Linked DNA regions of Sus scrofa: region 2 is linked to region 1. Evidence: chromatin contacts called from public HiChIP or PLAC-seq data. All regions are on one chromosome and are shown on one strand. Each heading gives the region's core, a stretch centred on a gene start, on an enhancer-like site or on the middle of the called end of the contact. The rest is flanking DNA. Distances are from core to core; before and after follow the strand shown.

Region 1 (2,816 bases), core at 221-2,720:
TCCATCTTACAGTTTTGTTTTTAAGGTTTAAATGGGTAAAGATGTATAAAAGCACTGAGTATTACCTGACACAAAGCATTTCATAAATGTAAGTTATAACCATGCCAAGCAAAACTAGAAAACTCTAATACTTCCAATGAACAAAATAAGCTCTCCACAGTAGAAATACATAAATGGGTACTCACATGTACCTGGAAGACAATATACCAAAATGTCATGGTATGGTAATAAGAAATATGCATAATTTCCCAATTTTCACAATACAATTTTTTAAAAATTAACTACAGAGAAAATTCATTAAAATAGTCCCCCTTATTACAAGGTAACAAAAGTGAAGCTCAGACATAAAAATTTCCTAAAAGGATGACTCACCATTCTTGATGGATAAACTTAATACTGCCAGTACATACACAAGGATGATAAAGAGGTTTCTCAGGTGTTCCCTCTGACCGACACACTCTACATATGTCTATTAATGAAAAAGAAATATCGAATTATCTTTGGCTATAACTTTAAAAGACTACCAAAAACTAAAACAGTCCATGTTAAAGCAAGACACAATCACTAGATAAAACATTAATAAACATTATGGAGAAATGGGAAGTTCCCTTTGTGACTCAAAGGATTAAGAATCCAACTAGTATCCACGAGGACGGGAAGGTTTGATCCCTGGCCTTGCTCAGTGGGTTAAGGATCTGGCGTTGCCATGAGCTGTGGTCTAGGTCAGACGCGGCTCAGATCTGGTGTTGCTGTGGCTGTGATGTAGGCCAGCAGCTGCAGCTCTGATTCAACCCCCAGCCTAAGAACTTCCATATGCCACAGGTGTGGACCTAAAAAGAAAAAAAAAATGAAGAAATGAAAGGTGGGATCAGGATGACAAGCAAGTATATCTGAAACTTTCAAATTTTCTCTTATACAAAAAGGTCAACTGCTAGTTTGTGCGAGAACTCTGTAAATAAATCAAAATTGAAAATAACAAACAGTGGCTTTATTTAAAATCGCACTCTCATTACTAACAAATTATAAATAGAAATATGCAAAATCACATCACTGCTCACGTCCTAACAGTTTAAAATCCTAAGTCCAGTCCTAAGTTTAAACTCCATTAAAACACATCTTGGGGGAAAAAACAGCAGTGAGCGGACCTGGAGATATCTCACCACTAAAGGGACACACACACACACACACACACACACTCTCCCTCTCTCTCTCTCTCTCTCTCTCTCTCTCTCTCTCTCTCTCTCTCTCTCTCTCTCTCTCTCTCTCTCTCACCACTAGAGGGAGATACACACACAAAATGGGGGGAGTACCCCAAGACTGTGAAGGCGACACACACACACACACACACACACACACACCTCTCTCACCACTAGAGGGAGATACACACACAAAATGGGGGGAGTACCCCAAGACTGTGAAGGCGCCAGAGAGGCTGCATTATGCAGAAACTACGGGAGCTCAGGGCTACAGGGTCCACAGCCAGAGGGCAGCAGCTCTTTCCTCACTCCCTCCACACCCCTCCCTACCCCACCCCTGCCCACACCCCAAGTGGTTCTCAGGGCACTACTTGTCAGAGTTACCTGGGGTGGCAGATGACACACAGATGACTGAAACAGATCCATCTTGCTGTTAGCTCTTTAATGTGGTCCTGCCACAGGACCACCAACCAAAACCTGGTTGCAACTTTTTATTTAGACCATCTTCTCAATGATCCACCAAGGCCAAGTGCAAACCCCAAGTGGCAATCTGAGGGCCCAGTGGCAGGGTGAGCAAGAGGGAAGGGCCTGATAAAAGCTTCTGATTGACTCTTTTACAGGGAATTCCTCATTAATGAGGAATAACTGCAACCCAGAGCCTACCACAAAAGGATTTAATAATCAACCCCCAGCACCTGCCAGACTAGGATGTGCACACACAGGGCAGTGTGGCAAAGTCCCAGCCACTTAAGAGCATCAGTGACTTCTGACTGCTCAGTCTTGGGCTGCTCAACAACATCTGTCAAAGTTAGGGATACTGAACTTTCAGGGTAACCTAAGTGGTTAGCACACTAGTCTCCCTGGTTGTCAATAAACCAGACAACACAGAAAAGGTCATGCAACAACCACCCACGGAAGAGCTATCAACATGCCAATCCTGCCTGCAATGGAGTCGAGTAGGGTTGTCCAGCTTGAGTCAAATTAGGCATAGGTTACATAGCTGTGCCTTTTCAACTTCAGCTTTGAAACCAGACACTCCAGCTACCACATTTGAGGGATGTGGTTTCCTAGAAGCTGCCAGCACATTACTGGGAATAACACTGGCACTGGCATCATTTATGGTCAGAACAACACAGGCTTGGAATTTCTTCAAACCTCCTATTTTCACCTTCATCCTTAATTAATGGAAACATCCATGGCAAAAGCTTATTCTCTGGTCAGAACTGCATCAATTGAAGACTGTGAGCTCTAGTGATACAATACCAATCTCCCAATCATCCCACCTAACAGGCCTCTGCAACCAAAGTTTTAACACAAACGAAACTGAACCACATTCCCCTTCTGCAATTTCCAGGGGCAGTGTGCAGGCAGCCTTCTTTGAGTACCCCAGTTTCCTCAAGAGCATATTTCAGCCCAGGGAAACTCGGCTCAGAGCCAGGACAAGCAAGAAGCAGAGGATGAGGATGGAACAGGGGCTCCCCAGTGTAGACACACTGCCCTACAGGAGATCACACAGCATTTTAACACACGAAATTCACTACCTTGCCATTGAAACTAGGGATTTCTTCAGCTGCAGGCAGGATTTGCCCTGCAATGGGTCAGCCTTAAAGGATTCTAAGT
Region 2 (3,054 bases), core at 430-2,929, 82 kb after region 1:
TTCCAGTTAATTTTCATCTCATTGTTTTCTCCTTTTGAGTTTATTCTATTTGTCCCCCCTCACTTCTTAAATTGGATTCTTACTTATTTCCAATCTTTGTTCTTATCTAATACATGTCATTAAAGAGGACCAGAAAATGTCACCCAAAATATGGCATTTTGGCGTATTGATTATTTTGAGCTGAAGGCAATTGAGAAATAGCAGGTGCAGAGTTTTTTTTTTTCCCTCCCCCTTTCTGCCTAAAATTAGGGCATCAGTCTCCTTAATCCACTGGATCGAGACCAGGGATCGAATCCACAACCTCATGGTTTCTGGTCGAATCTGTGAACCACTGAGCCACGACGGGAACTCCCCAGCTGCTTCCTGGCTTTTCACTTCTTTTCTACAAAGTCCTTGTGTACTTAAAGTTGAGAATATGAATTACCTGTGTAAGTGTTTTCTCCTGTTAATTTGACTTTTGTTAGTTACTTTCACAGGCCCGCAGGTGCTGCACCTAAGAGGGTAGGAAGACAGTCCAGGATACCGGTATTTCTCTCAGCACCAGTGCATTTCAACTTTGGCTCCACAGTGTTTTCATTGTAATTCAGTTCTAAACCTTTTGAATTTGGAGTTGCCTGGTGGCCTAGTGGGTTCAGGATCTAGTGTTGTCCCTGCTGTGGTGTGGGTTCGATCCCTGGCTTAGGACCTTCCACGTGCCGAGGGTGCAGCCAAAGGAAAAAAAAACAACCACCAACCTTTTGAATTTTTATCATTTCTTTGTTGTACGAATATAACACATTTTATATAAAATCTTTGTGTTGACTTGTAGGGTGGGTTAACATGTGGCAGTTTTGGAGTTCCTGTTGAGGCTCAGCGGTCCACAAATCTGACTAGGAACCACGAGGTTGCCGGTTCGATCCCTGGCCTCGATCCAGTGGATTAAGGATACGGTGTTGCCTTGAGCTGTGGTGTAGGTTGCAGACGTAGCTCTGATCCAGCATGGCTGTGGCTGTGGTGTCGTCCAGTGGCTACAGCTCTGACTTGACCCCTAGCCTGGGACCCTCCATATGCCAAGGGTTTGGCCCTAAATAGACAAAAAAGACAAACAAACAAATGAAAATTTGTTGCAGTTTTGGAGGCTGTTCACATCGACTTGAAAAGACTGCATATTCTCTAACTGCAAATGAAGAGATCTCTGTCTTCAGGTTCAACCTTCCCACTTTTTCCTTTTCGAGGGAACCTTCTTGAATTTTTTTAAAAGATCTCATTCGAGGGAGCTCCTGTTGTGGCTCAGTGGGTTACGAACCTAACTACTATCCATGAGGACGAGGGTTCGATCCCTGGCCTTGCTCAGTGGGTTAAGGATCCAGCGCTGCCGTGAGCTGTGGTGCAGGTCACAGACACGGCTCGAATCCCAAGTGGCTGTGGCTGTGGTGTAGGCCGGCAGCTGCAGCTCTGATTTGACCCCTAGCCTGGGAACTTCCCTTTTGGGGTGTGGTCCTAAAAAGCAAAAAAGCAAAAAAAAAAAAAAAAAATAGATTTAAAAGGTTTGCGACTCTGTCTCAGAATGAATTTATTTATTTGCACTTGTTGGGGTTTATCTCGGCCACACGATTTCGTGCTCTCTGGTTGGAAGCATGTCCGTGTTCTTCCCCTCCTCCATTCCTGCCTTCTGTTTGCGTGGTCAGGCCTGTTTGGGTCTCTTCCTCCTTTCTGTTCCCTCAGCTCTGCTGCTGCGTGTTTCTTTGGGCCGCTTCCTCCTGGCAGGCTCTTTTGGGTAAGCATGTCCTCGGTGGGAAGTGTTTTTCCAGCCTGGGTTGTGAACGTCTTGCTCTAAAGTAGATGTGCATTTGTCTCTGCCAGGTGCCCAGGGATGTCACGGCCCAGGGTCCCACTGCTGTGTCGGTTTCTCAGCCTAGGCATTCCTACTTCAAAAGGACGGTGCAGGAGTTCCCTGGTGGAGCAGCTGTTTAAGGATCCAGCATTGCTGCAACTGCGGCTTGGTTTCGATCCTTGACCCAGAAACTTTTGCCATGGGTATGGCCAAAAAGAAGAAAGAAAAGACCGAAAAAAAGGATGGTGCAGGAGGAGTTCCCTGGGTCCTTTATTGTCACTGCTGTCATGCGTGTTCGGTCCCTGGCCTGGGAACTTCCACATGCTGTGGGTGCAGCCAAACAAAACAAAAGGATGCTGCCAATTTGAACTGGTTTTGTTGTTGTTGAAGATTTTACATTCATTTATTATCCAGTTTTATTTTATTATTTTATTTTATTTTCTGTGGTTTCTTTTTTCCTTTCCTGGGCTTCCTTGCCATAGTCCTAGATCTGGTGGGCAGAGTTTTTCTTTTTCTTTTTTTCTTTTTCTTTTTTTCTTTTTGTTGTTGGTTTTTTATTTTCTTCACTAACCATGAACTGTTGAGGACTCAGACATAGTGTGTCTCATGGGGTCCCAGGGCCTCACTGGATATGGACCCCTGAGCAGCAGTTGTGCGAGCGCCTGTCTCTGGGTCTGGCCCTGTTACCGCCGGCATCCTGGCTCCCTCCCAGCTGCTCCTGCCATCCTGACCCTGGTTTTCAGTTTCCTCTTTGGTCCAGCTTGGGGAGTTGCCCCCTCCTTCTTCTGCACTCCATCATTTTAGTTTTTATTTGTTTTTTTTGTTGTTTTTTTTTTGTTTTTTTTTTTGTCTTTTTGCTATTTCTTGGGCCGCTCCCTCAGCATATGGAGGCTCCCAGGCTAGGGGTCTAATCGGAGCTGTAGCCACCGGCCTACGCCAGAGCCACAGCAACGCAGGATCCGAGCCGCATCTGCAACCTACACTGCAGCTCACGGCAACGCCGGATCCTTAACCCACTGAGCAAGGGCAGGGATCGAACCCACAACCTCATGGTTCCTAGTCGGATTCGTTCACCACTGCGCCACGACAGGAACTCCTGTTTTATTTGTTGGTTACATTCACTCAGGTATTTCTAGCATTTGTAATGGATTTTTTAAAAAGTATAGTTGATTTACAATGTTGTGCCAATGTGTGCTGTACAACAGAATGACCTGATCATATTATACATACATTCCCTTTCT

What was found. HiChIP or PLAC-seq counts read pairs in DNA pulled down with a chosen protein or histone mark.
Region 2: an H3K27ac HiChIP or PLAC-seq map of alveolar macrophages shows a contact between it and region 1. The contact joins two enhancer-like sites. A contact is called at or near these places in 1 of 5 promoter capture datasets (liver), 25 of 47 Hi-C or Micro-C datasets (alveolar macrophages, blood, brain and 12 more) and 2 of 2 datasets of contacts at active chromatin or transcription factors (alveolar macrophages and skeletal muscle).

What each region holds. Positions count from the first base shown.
Region 1 is chr16:72,105,476-72,108,291 of Sscrofa11.1, forward strand. MARCH6 (membrane associated ring-CH-type finger 6) reads right to left here. Exons shown (of 27, transcript NM_001130535.1): 2 at 373-469. Among named protein-coding and RNA genes, the nearest start is that of MARCH6, 21 kb to the right of the region's middle. Within about 2 kb of position 1,471, at least 15 of the 83 cell types and tissues checked have an H3K27ac peak or open chromatin away from gene starts, as enhancers often do. A contact at or near this core is called in alveolar macrophages, where this site is marked.
Region 2 is chr16:72,187,397-72,190,450 of Sscrofa11.1, forward strand. All of the region lies in intron 1 of CMBL (carboxymethylenebutenolidase homolog), which reads left to right. Among named protein-coding and RNA genes, the nearest start is that of CMBL, 18 kb to the left of the region's middle. Within about 2 kb of position 1,680, at least 2 of the 83 cell types and tissues checked have an H3K27ac peak or open chromatin away from gene starts, as enhancers often do. A contact at or near this core is called in alveolar macrophages, where this site is marked.